Regions from separate parts of the Gossypium hirsutum genome. Here region 1 is linked to region 2. A link is a contact called in public Hi-C data. All regions are on one chromosome and are shown on one strand. The core of a region is the stretch at or near the end of the contact, and the rest is flanking DNA. Distances in the headings are between cores, read along the strand shown. Region 1 holds the start of LOC121232203. Region 2 holds the start of LOC107954126 (OVARIAN TUMOR DOMAIN-containing deubiquitinating enzyme 6).

Evidence for each region. Hi-C and Micro-C count contacts between places; a contact is called where the count stands out from the background.
Region 1: a Hi-C map of leaf shows a contact between it and region 2, with 3 times the contacts expected there. The contact joins the promoter of LOC121232203 here to the promoter of LOC107954126 in region 2. A contact is called at or near these places in 3 of 34 Hi-C or Micro-C datasets (callus and leaf).

What each region holds. Positions count from the first base shown.
Region 1 is chrA07:21,054,859-21,060,790 of Gossypium_hirsutum_v2.1, reverse strand. It overlaps LOC121232203, which reads left to right and starts at 2,812. Exons shown (of 2, transcript XM_041117749.1): 1 at 2,812-5,932. The coding sequence starts at 2,953. The coding sequence ends at 3,723. It also overlaps the pseudogene LOC107953165.
Region 2 is chrA07:20,905,448-20,912,163 of Gossypium_hirsutum_v2.1, reverse strand. It overlaps LOC107954126 (OVARIAN TUMOR DOMAIN-containing deubiquitinating enzyme 6), which reads right to left and starts at 4,166. Exons shown (of 9, transcript XR_005930487.1): 1 at 3,817-4,166; 2 at 2,347-3,301; 3 at 1,828-1,989; 4 at 665-742; 5 at 361-439; 6 at 116-261. LOC121232199 (mitochondrial fission protein ELM1) reads right to left here. Exons shown (of 10, transcript XM_041117741.1): 10 at 6,300-6,707. The coding sequence ends at 6,606.

The DNA of each region.
Region 1 (5,932 bases), core at 1,563-4,062, 150 kb before region 2:
TCCCAAATTTAAATGCTCAATGCAAGTATCTGGTATAAAGAGGAAACCAACAACACATTCTGGGTTATTGAATAAACAATTTGGAGCAAAAGTTAGAACTTGATTAATCAAATGAATTAATTAAATTGCAATTTTTATATTTAGATAACACTATAATTTAATTAGAATTAATTTTAATTTTATAATACTTCCAATCCATACAATACACCAACATGCTTTTCCGGTCCCTCGTTCACAAAATACACGTCCCTCATTTTCTGAAACGTGTGCCAAGTCAGCAAAGAATCGGACCCGGCTTGGTGAGATTTCCCAACCGCACGGTTCACATCTAACGTTTGAGCCAGCCGGTCCAACCCACCATACAAGCTCTTGCAGAATCTCGTCATGTGCTTCACATCGTAAACTTTGTTCCCGAAAAACACCCTCAGAATTCTCGAAAACTCATCCAAGCCCTCGGGCAAGTCTCGTCGCGTTAGGATCTTAACCAGGTACCCGAAATCATATGCGCTGTGGAAGGTCACCCAACTCACTGAGTCATTGAATACGAGTCCAGAGGACATGGTCAACTCAGCGAATCGAACCGAGTCGATCCCGTTTTCCTTGTTCTTCTCAAAATCAACCCCTTGCCTCCTCAAAAGCTCGATGGAATCAGGGGCGTGAGGTCACGCTCCACATCGAAGTCGCAGAAATTGAATTGCCAAATGAACTGAGAGTCGTCGGTTCCGAGAACTGGCAGGTTACCTGAAGAATCGGAGAGAGTAAGGCCCACTTGGATCAAGTTGAGAGCATCAACGTTAGATTTGAGGATCTTGTAATGATCGGAGGGTCGGAGGAGTTGTTCATGGTAAGTCTTAGTGGGGTCCACTTTTGGTCTGAAAACAAGACCTGGAAATTCAGTGTCCATGGAAACGAAAGGGAAGTCATCAATTACCCGACTGATCAGCTCGAACTCTGATTCTAAATTATCCGACCAAACTTCCCTTATCTTCACAGATCTTAAAAACCCCATATCGTAATATCGCAAAGAAACTGAGAAAACAAAAATTGATCCTTTTTTTTTCTCCTCGAAGTTTTGATTTACGGTTTCTGATTTTGGGGAAGATGGTAGGTTATAAGAATTGAGAGACCATGTTTTGAATAAAATAAAAGGTGCAAATTTGGTTTGTTTTTAGTGGCAAATGGTTTGAATGCTTTTTGCCAATTTCACATTTTTCTGTGGGTCTGAGAGGGGACTATTTACAATGTATGTGAGGGGGTGACAGTAGGGATTTCTGTGTCAGTTGTGCGTGCGTTGCGTGCAAGTGCATGTAACTGACGTTGCGATAAGGTTCAACTTTTCGCTTCCTTTTTCCTTTGGTTAATGATAAATTTGGTCAGTAAGTTTGTTTGTTTTATTAAATTAATTTTAATTTAATTTTTGAGTTTTTTTATCATCAATTTTTTTAATATATTTTTCTAACACATTTAATAAAAGTATAGTTAAAAAGTTAATGAAGATGAGGTATAATTTTATATGTGAAATATTTGTAATGAAATATATTTTATTATTTAGATAATCTAATAAAATAATTATATAATAAAATAAAAAAATAAAATATTAAATTAAAAACAACTCTTAGTTTAAAGAAAATAAGTATAATTATCTAAAAGAATTAACTTAATAAAAAAACTTCTCATTAAACAACGTACGAAAGATTGAAATCTCTTACAAAAAAAGAAAAAATTGGAACTTTGAATTTATTCATTAAATCTATTAAAAAATAGATTAAAAAAATAAAGTTGATGGCCAAAAATATTCAAAAATATAATTAAGATCATTTTGAGAAAACATGCAAACATTAGTGACTAAATTTATCATTAAATCTTTTTCTTTTATGTTTTTACCGGTACACTCAAACCAATTTGTAATTTGATGTCTCCTTAAGCAGCTCAAAACATTTATTGATTTTAATTTTATTTTTAATGTATTATACACCTAGTTTTTGTTAATTTCATAAATAAAATTAAATTATAACACGCATGTAAAAATATATTTATAAAAATTAAATCAAACTTTAATTTAATCCATAAAATCCAGGGCTTTAGGATGTTAATGTTGGTACGTAGTCACCATTTATCCATTAAATTTGAGTTTACTTCAAATTGTTTTTAAAAATATATAAAAAAAGGTCTTAATATGATATATATTATCAAATAAAAATTCTTTTAATTAGTACTCGATGCACTCTTGACATTAATTCAATGAAAAAATTGAATATTGTTATCCCATTAGCCTAAAAGGGAAAAGGAGTAAAATTCAAATTAACCCAACTTCGAAGATAGCATGGAAAACTCTCTGAAAGCTTCCGATGGTGATGACGGTTCGCGGCTATCTGAAGATCGCAATGCCAAGAAAGTTAGGTTTAAAGATGTTTCCGATGGGGCTTCTGTGGACATGGCTGTGGACTTTGATCCACATTTGAATGCGGCAATGTCGTGGAAAGATAAACTTTTTGAGGCTGGTTCGTCTGGGACTAGTCAGGAAGTCGCGGGATTTGAGGGGGGAAGTGATGAAGATTTTATTCTGTTAGACGATGATATTATAAGGTCCACTATTAATGGCATTCCAACAATTGAGTTCTCTGATCGTGTTAAAGAAATCTTATATAAGGAGATAGAGATGACAGTAGTCTTAAGATTACTTGGCGAAATATCAGTTATAGTGTTCTTTTTAATCGAATCAGTAGCCTTTGGAGACCTATACAACCATTCCAATTAATGGGTATTGAGAATGTGTATTTTTTGGCTAAATTCCAAAACAAGGAGGATTATGACAATGTCCTTACACAGGGACCATGGATAAATTTTGGGCAATATTTGATAGTCCAGCCATGGACAAAAGATTTCTTTCCCCTTCAACCATACCCAGGTGTAGTTATGGCCTAGATCAGGTTATCTGGATTACCAGGGTTTATGTACAAAAGAAAGATTCTCGAAGCAATTGGAAGTCTGATCGGTAAGGTTGTAAAGTTTGATTTTAAGACCAATAATAGAACTAGGAACAGATTCGCTAGGATGGCTTTGTTTATCAACCTGGATAAACCTCTTATTTCTCAAATCTGTGTTAATAGAGAAATGCAACGGGTGGTTTATGAGGCCTTACCAACGGTTTGCTTTACCTGTGGAAAATACGGGCATGTGAAGGACTTGTGTTCCTTGTCAAAAGAAACATCGGACAAAGTCAGTGACAAAGTGGTGGCCGATGGTGATCCTAACAGTAAAAAGGACAAACCGGGGAAGATCTCTGAACCAGCTTTCAGACCGTGGATGTTGGTGGAGTGTAAATCCCGCCGAAGATCAGGGAATACTCGTGATTCTGGTGATATGGATGCTGGAAAAGGAAGGTTAGGCTCTCGATTTAATGCCCTTACCGTTGAAGGCGAGAAGACGGGTGGTGAAAAGGAGATGTTAACAGATTTAAGGGAACTAAATCTTCAAGCGGTGGAATCTGATGTGTCCATTCTTGATTCTAGAGAAGAAGAGTTTATTAAATCTTTGCCTTCCCCGCATATTAATAATGCTAAAAATTTGGACATTGGTTTAGGAGCTCAAAAGAAGACTTATGATTTGGACCTGGATTTGGAAGCCCAAACTAATATAACTATTTCAGAAGCTAAACGTATTGGGGAGGGAGCTCATTTGGGCTATGGTAATGACAGAATAAGGCTGAAAAGCCTCTATTAAATGATAGTACGTCGAATGGGTCTCTAGTTGGGCCATCGCCTAAAGAACACCTAAATAGATCACGTCAGCAGGCCTATCAATCTAAAGAAGTCCCTTCGATATCTATTGGTCCTATGAGTATGGGGACCACGGGCAATCACGCTAATGGAGCGGTGGAAAAGTCAAACAGGCCGTCGCCTCTTTTTATGGTCGTTAGTGACAAACAGGCCTCTCTTGTGTGGCCTAATACCGAAAAGACCTAGGTTTTTCCAAATCTTAATTGATTCCCGACTAATCAAGAACTTGGGGCTGTTTTGTTAAATGCAGGTAACTTTGAAAATGATTGTGACCCAAAATCGTAAGCTAGTAAATCGGGTGATATTAAGGCACACTTCAACCCAGCATTTGAAGGCCCAGTAAAAGTTGAGGTTCAGCTGACTGATAACATTTTGGACCATGAGAAACACTCTGCTGTCACTTTTAAAATTTTTTTTAATTCCTCTGATCAATCTAAAGGTAGTCCTTTTAAGCATATGAATGCAGGTAAAACGGATAATAAAGGTCGAAATAGTAATGAAAAATTTGGCATTACTAGAGGAGGGCGTAAAAATAGTAATGCTTTAAAAGGTTGTGGGAGTCGTTTTAAAACTTCTGAAAACTCGCGGGTTTCTTTAGCCGATTCAATGAAAGAGGTGGTGAAGCTTATATCCTCTGACCTTTTGAAGGGAGATAAAATGGAATCACCTGTTGAATGTGAACCTAGTGGAGTGATCGACTCCCGACAGTAATGGTATGGTTTCTTTTCTATTTTCTATTAATTATGAATCTCTCGATTTTTTCTTGGAATTGTCAGGGTTGCGCCAATGCCAGATTTCCTCTATTTTTTACGAGTATAATATGGAGTACAAACCCGATATTATTAGCTTGTTGAAAACCAGAGTTAATGGATCTAAGGCAGATAAAATTATTGCAAAATTAGGGTTTCAATTTTCACATCGTGTGAAGGCTATTGGCTATGTTGGAGGCATTTAGATTGGCTGGAACAAGTCTGTTAAAGTGGAGATTTTACAAAATCATCCCCAATTCATTATTATTCGGATTTGGCATAATTCTTTGTCCACTCTAATTTTGATCGGTTTCGGTTGCGGGAGTCCTAATCATCAGAAGTGAAAAGATCTTTGGCATGATTTGAAAGCTACTATTCCTGCTAGGCAAACTCCATGGATGGTGATTGGAGACTTCAATGCTATTCTTTCTTCTGATGAGAAAAATGGTGGCCTTTCAATCGGAAAGAGGTGTCCCTATTTTTGTGACTTTGTGGACTCGTCTAACCTTCATGATTTGGATTTTAGGGGACCTCCTTTTACGTGGCACAAGGGTCATCTATTTGAGAGATTGGATCGTGCTTTAGGAAATGAGGCTTGGGTAATTTTTTTTCCAAATAGCTTAGTTACTCATCTTCCGAGAATTAAATCTGATCACCGTCCTCTTCTCCTCAATTGTAGTTCTAATTTTACATTGCCTAAGGGAAGGCTCTTTTGATTCCTAGCAAGATGGGTTGAACATCCTGACTTTGGAAATCTTGTGAGAAATCAATGGGTCTTTCAAGAGAACATGTCTGCTTCTTTAGATAAATTTACCGGGAATCTCAAATAGTGGAATAAGAACACTTATGGTCATATTACTACTCGTAAGAGGAACCTGATTCACCAGTTGTCTACCGTTCAGAAGAAAATAAACTTTTTAGGTTCTTCTCATTTAGCTCATGTTGAAATGAAAATAAGAAACGAGTTGGAAAATGTGTTACACCATAAGGAACTTCTCTGCAAATAAAAGGCTCCTTGTGACTGGCTTCATCTGGGGGATAAAAATACTAAGTTTTTTCATGCTCGCACTTTGCAGAGGCGGAAAAATAATCGTATTTCTACCATTCGTGACTCTCTTGGTGATTGGTTATTTGACCCTAAGGTTGTTGAATTGGAAGCTTTTAATTTTTTCCAAAAATTATATAGAGAAAATCCTGGTCCCATGGGATCCTTGCCTCCTAGCAGGTTCCCTAAACTTGCTTCTACTGATAGTGATTTTTTAGGAAGAATGGTCACTGATGAGGAAATTAAGAGAGCTATGTTTGACATAACTCCCTTAAAAGCTCCGGGTAGCGACAGTTTTCATGTTATCTTCTTTCAGAAACAGTGGGATACGGTAGGGCCAGCTATTTATGACTGGGTAA
Region 2 (6,716 bases), core at 2,917-5,416:
CTTGCATACAAATTCAGTGTCACAAAATGATATATCTCAAAGCAATATAGCATTGTTCTAACTTCTAACCAAGGAACAAAGAAGCAACAAAGCAGAAAAAAGAATGTAGACAAACCCCTTGAAGACAGCTAAATCCAAGCCCAGCGCCAATTGTCAAACGACGTGGGTCAACAAGTGAATTGTAATGATTCCCATGATGGTAGCTAAGCCTTATGGGAGGTGTGTCAGTATTATAGCTTCCATGAAATATGTTGATAGGTTCTGCATCAAATAAATTTTGGTTCAGTCAAGGTAAGAAGATGGTCAAAGAAAAAAAAAACAAACTAAATCAATATTAGAAACATCAATCAAGGATATCACCTATGCTGTAGGAGTAGATATGAATAGGTCTGTTATACATTTCTGATAAGGCTTGAATCTCCACATTGTTCCCATAGACCTACATTCCCAGATACAAGAAATAGATGCTTTAACCATAATACAAAAATGCATGGTTAGTATTTTCAAATTTGATTAATTGAAACACTTGTAATCTTGGCTATGCAATAATCCACAGAACAAAATATGAGTAATAATCCACTTGTAATCTATATGCATATGATGCTAAAGCCAGTTTCACGCAAGAACATTAAAGATCGTATAAAACGTTATAGCCTCGTTATACCTTATCTATTCTTTTCCTCTTACAATAAGATGTAAAGCCTTCTGTTATAAACTGAGAAAAGTGATCTCTCTCTCGCTCCTGGATGAACATATAAAGGTAAAGCATACATCAGAGAATACTCCAAATTATGTCATTCAAGCACCTCAAAACTAAATATATGAACACCCCAAAAAAAGAAACCATAAAAAGAAAATGAAATCATATAATCCTTTGAAACAAACTAAAAACATTACAATGATCCAAAATAGCGCATGGATATGTTTAACCACATCCAAATATTTAATCTAGCTTATAGACAATAACTAGTAGAAAACATGCCAACCCAAACAAAGAGACAAGACAATCCCGTGATCTTAGTGCCAACAACAGTACTATCCTATAAGGGGTTTGGTGAACATGTTCTCAAGGAACATTTCAACATGTTACAAAAGATTCAACATGTTACAAGAGGATGTATGCCAAAGATGTCTCATCTCAGTTGCATTTCAATGAACCCAGTTACTTTCATACATCCTCAAAACCTAAGCTTTGATCGTACTCATCGGACAGATTGAAGGCAGAGACAGTCCTATATTACCAAACATATAGAGAAAGTTCTATGACCTCCCTAGAAAGCCAAACCTCTATCCTCTAATTATGCTCAAAACTCTAAGCTAACTAATCACACTATAATCATATAACAGAATTTATGGCACAGTACTTTGATTTATTTTTATTTTTTAATTTACTGGAGTAAAACTGGAATATTTAGCCTTCTTTTTTACTTTTGGCATGCCAGATAAATGAAACCTTAACCCTCTACTCATCTTTTTTCTTTGATTTTCTACTCATCTCCCACATCTTGGAAATACATATCTCCTTACCATGCAGTTAACTAAACTTATAATCCCATGCAGATAAATACATTATTAGAAAACTCCTTCAGCAGTTATCATTGGACTCTATTTCCAAACAAAAAGAAACAGCAATCACTAAGTTACATGTTCTCTTTTCTCGGAATAATTCAAGGTTTTCTGTTTTTAAGGAAACATCCACCAAACTGTTCCACTCGGTTTAAAATTAACATGCGTCTTAGATCGACCATCTAGGACCTACAACGTAGCAATAACATCCTATGGTTCATTATGTTTCAAAAACAGGATTCAAGTATGAGATATTAATACCATGTAGTCAATGCACATTTGACGAATCAAATGATAAGCTTCAAAGTCCCCATACACTTGATCAGCAACAGCTCCGAAGAGGCAGTTCCCATCTTCTAGCATCCGTTTGACTTCTAAACCTATTGCTAGTCTAATATCAATTTCAAATTGCCGCTCCCTTTCCTGGATCAGATACAACAAACCAGCAGAAGTTAATCCACGTTTAAAAAAAATACCCCAAGCATTAACTTCAGGTCAAACTTTTTCAGCAAGAATACTAAACCTACAGAACATTCTTCAAACAAGATAAACAATATAATTTAAAAATTCAGCATAAAAACCTTACGATACAAATGGATAAATAATACCGTTTAAAGTAAACCAGGGCAATCATTCAAAAAAGAAACAGTACAATAGCATAAAATGCTAATACTTATTGCATGCCAATTATATGAAAATTTCCATACTAGATGATTTTCCACCATAAGAAAATGAAGTATGAAACACAAAGGATTTGATTATCCAGAATAAAGAACTTACAGCATCACCATATGAGGATACAAAGCATGGGCTTTGTTCATCAGCACTATTGTAACCCTCATTCTCACTATGAGATCTAGGAGAAGAAGGCCTTGACTCAGATGGTGAGGTTCTTGTAGAAACGATGGGCCAGGCAACAGCTCTTCTAGATGATCCAGCACGAACAGGATTTGAGCTTCCTGAGGCAAATCTTCTTGAATTTAAATTTTCTGATGAAGGTTTAGGTGGTGGAGCAGGAGGTGGAGGAGGATGAGAACTTCTGCTGCCAATTGGGGAGGGTTCACCACTTGAAACTTCGGTTTCAGAAGCAACTTTTTCACCTGAATTATCCATCATATCACATGAACCCAAGGCAGCAAGAGTGTTCACTTTCTCAGCCTCAGCAATTGCATCACTTGAAGTTTCATTCCGATCATTTCGCAAATATTCTACCAAAGGATCATCTTTCACACCCTTATTCTCACTACTCCTGGAACACTCTAAATGCTCATCTGAAGCAACTAGTTCTGACACTTCCTCATTAACCTCCCCATCTTTTGCAGCTGAAGGAACTTGATGAGTAAAAAAAAACAGATGGTCCGGGCAAGGAAGAAGAGCGGCTCAGATTCAAAGAAGAGCTGCCAGTGGAACCTCTTTGAACCAAAATGCGAGTCATAGCTTTTGATGATAACTATTCTCAGTGAGATACTCTGTCCTAATTCTTCCCTTCAAAACCCCTTAAATTTAGAAATTCAAAACCCTACTCATAGGTTTGTCGCGAGTTCTTGCCTTGGGCACAGTAACGCCAATCCCTTGGCTGAAGGATTTCTTCCAGCCCAGCACGTTCACCACATCAAGAAACAATCTCTGCATTCCCCTGACAAGTCTCATGAGACCCAGACCTCGAACTTTAAACAATAAAACCCTCAAATTACTCGAAATATTGTACCCAGAAAAATTCCCAAAAGCGCCCAAGCTGCAACCAACAACCATCCAAAATTTCCAAGAAAATATCAACCAAAGACTGAAAACTTTATCAGCCAAGAACATTGTTTGGTTTCCAAGACGAGGTAGGAAATTTTTAAGATCATCTTATGAACCAAAAACCCTTTGTTACATACCACATAATTAAAGTAAATAAGAAAAAAAAAACAAGGATTCATTGAAAGGGAGGGACCTAATAAACTAATTTGGCTTCCTGGTTAGAACCAAAATGTTGTCTAAAATTAAAATACTCGAAAGCTTCTCGTTTCTTTATATTTTCCTACCATTTCTTAGACCAATCAAGCAGGCAAAATGGCAACAACATAATAAAATAAACTCCAAAACAGAAAATAATCAAATACCTCACCAACGACCAAGAAAGACCCAGAAGTCAAAAACCGAATAATATTTTTTTAGAGAGAGAGAGAGAGAGATGCAATATAACCATGAAATAGTAGAAACCCAACTTTGACTGAGCAAGAAATAAAAGGAAAAGGGAAAAATCACCTGCAAAGGAAGGAGGAGAGGAGGTTTGGAGACCCAGCTAAAATCTGCAAAATAAGAGATGAATACAAAAAAATAAAAAATAGGGGGGGATGGGGTATTAGGTCGTATGTTAGGGTTTTTGAATAAAGGCGAGGCCGAAAAGAAGATAACTTGAAGGCAAAGGAGAGTATTTAGCGAGAGAAAAGAGAGAGGAAGAAAGCAAACAAAGGAAAAATGGAAATTGAAAATGTTGTTTCTTCTTTTATTGATAGAGAGAGAAAATGGGATAGATTAGAAAGGAGGTGTCGGATCGGAGGCAAGACCACCGTTTGGGGAAAGTGATGACGCGGACGACGTGCTGGCTCCTCCCTCATGAATTCCACACGTGCCTACTTGGCTTACTCTGCTGTCGTGGAACACGTGTGAAAATTACGAGAGTGACGTGGCTACTAATGATCGGGTAACTTCTCTTTTCCGTGTCAGGCGAGCTAGTGACATCAAACCTTCTCTTCCGGCGGATATTAAATCTGTTTTTTTTTTTTATCTTGCACTGTTTTTATTAAAATATAATATATTTATTAAGATGTGATTATGGCCATTTTTATTAAATTATTATTATTTTTAAAATGAATAATTTTTATTTTTTATCAGTAAATTTTTTAAATGCTACTTGATTAGATATTATTTATAAATCTAAAGATAAAATTTTAATTGATATATAATTATAATACTAATTAAGATGGTTAGAGTTTTATTTTATCCATATGCTATTTTATCTTAAAAATATAATTGACTTGTAATATAAAAAAGTTGTCTTATGGTTTAATTATTAATTATTGTTAGTTTAATTAAAATGCTATAAAATTTCTTTTGTATCCATGTTTGTTTGATTGTTGAATGAATTTGTTTAATTATTAATTATATTCCTAATTCAATTAACAAGTTGTCTTATGAATTTAATTAGTCAATCAGTAATTAAGTAGTATAAGATTTCTTTCATATTCATGTGAATTTCTTTTATTATTTTAATTTTATACTAAAATATCAATTTAATAAGATAATCATATTTTGTAAATACCAATTTAGTTAGTTTGATTATTATAATTTAATCTAAATTAATAATATAATGAAAATAAAATATATTTTTCAAATGAACAATTCTCATAAAAACAGCACTGAAGCAAAGGCAAAAGAAAAGGGCAATGAAAGCAGTGAGTTTGGTATCTACAAAACTCCATCCTGGAAAACAAAATTCATCCAAAAATAAACTTTATTTTAGATAAAGGTACAATAATAAAACGTGGGATGGCAAATTTGTTTTCCCAATTTTCTTTGCCCTTTTTTTTATGCTATATCTTATTTATAAATTTAAATTTATAGATAATTCTTTTTCTATTGTTGTATATTATATTATAATTATTTTTAAATATCAATTTGATAATATTATGAAAAATAAAGGATATTCTCTTCGATTCAAAAGTTTTTCTAAACTTATGTTATATTATTATAGGTAAACTATAACTTACAATAAATATGTTATAAGTTATATATTAATAAGTAAATATATGATGTTTCAATAAATTTATAAACTCATAATATAATAATTCATCAAAAGTGGTTATTAAAATTATTGAAAGATCAAAATACTATTTTAAATAATATAATAATTAATAATAAACATGGTGGTAAAATGGTACTTAAAAGTGTTTTGACTTATATTTAGCAACAATTAAAACTCTTGCAAGACATCCGTTCAGTATAAATTCAAACTCTATTACCTCATCCTTATCTTGTTAGATACCCATTTAACACATATTCAAATTGTGTCCATCCCTACCCCAAATAGTGTATAAAAAAAGTGTTTAAAAGTGAAATCCCGTTTTTAATCAAAGTTACATTTCTTTTTACATATAAAATGATATAAAAAATAATAATAAAAGTAATGGGCAAATATTCAAATTGAAATGTAAGATTAAGAAAGAAAGACACACCAATAAGATTACCTTTATGTACTTGAAAATAAGAAATTACCAATCTTGAAAATGTTTAAAATCCAAAATATATATATATTTATATTCCAAAAATGAAATTGTACATTTATCATAAAAAATGTAAAATTACGCGAATCAATTTGGAATAACTATTGAAATGCTCAATTAAACTAAATCGCTAACAACGTTCACGCTTAATATGATAATTAAATTGAAATTGAATTTTTTCTAGTAGCTTGTAATGTAATATATCTGGATGATACCCCTATAATCTTTACCATAAGCAAAATCAGCATGAAGTTCAAACAATCCCAGAGCTGTGAACAAATGCACTACGTTTATGAAAACAAATAATGCTAAGATTTTCCCAGGAAAGAACACAATGTTGTGATGAAGTAGATCTATGGAATGCCTCATGCTTAACCCATGTGAAAACAACACTCTTCCACTTGCAAATTAAAAATTGAAAATGACAGTAGGAAAAATACACATTTATAGCACCACAAAGGGATGTTGTTGGCATGACATGTTATCAAATTTCATTTCATCAGATCTGTTTTTCAGGTGTGTAAATCAAACTCTTCCAAAAATAAAAGAAATTTATGCTTGTCCCTCCTCTTCATGCTTTACAAGCCGCTCTAAATAGCTAAGGCCTTTGTTCTACATGTAACAGTATTTTGAAAATCCCTGAATGGGGAAGAATGAATTTGAAGGTGGTATTTTTATATGCTATTCAACAAACCCAAATCTTAAGGCTTCAAGTTTCAAAAATAAGGAAATCAATAGTGTGCTTACAACAACAACTATCGACACCTTCATTTATGGCCGAACCCTCCATCCACGCTCAGCAAGTGCTTCACGCACCTGACTTGCTGCTTCTGCCGTGTCGTTGAGGGGAGGATAGCTCCAGCTTTCTGCAATCTAAAAGAC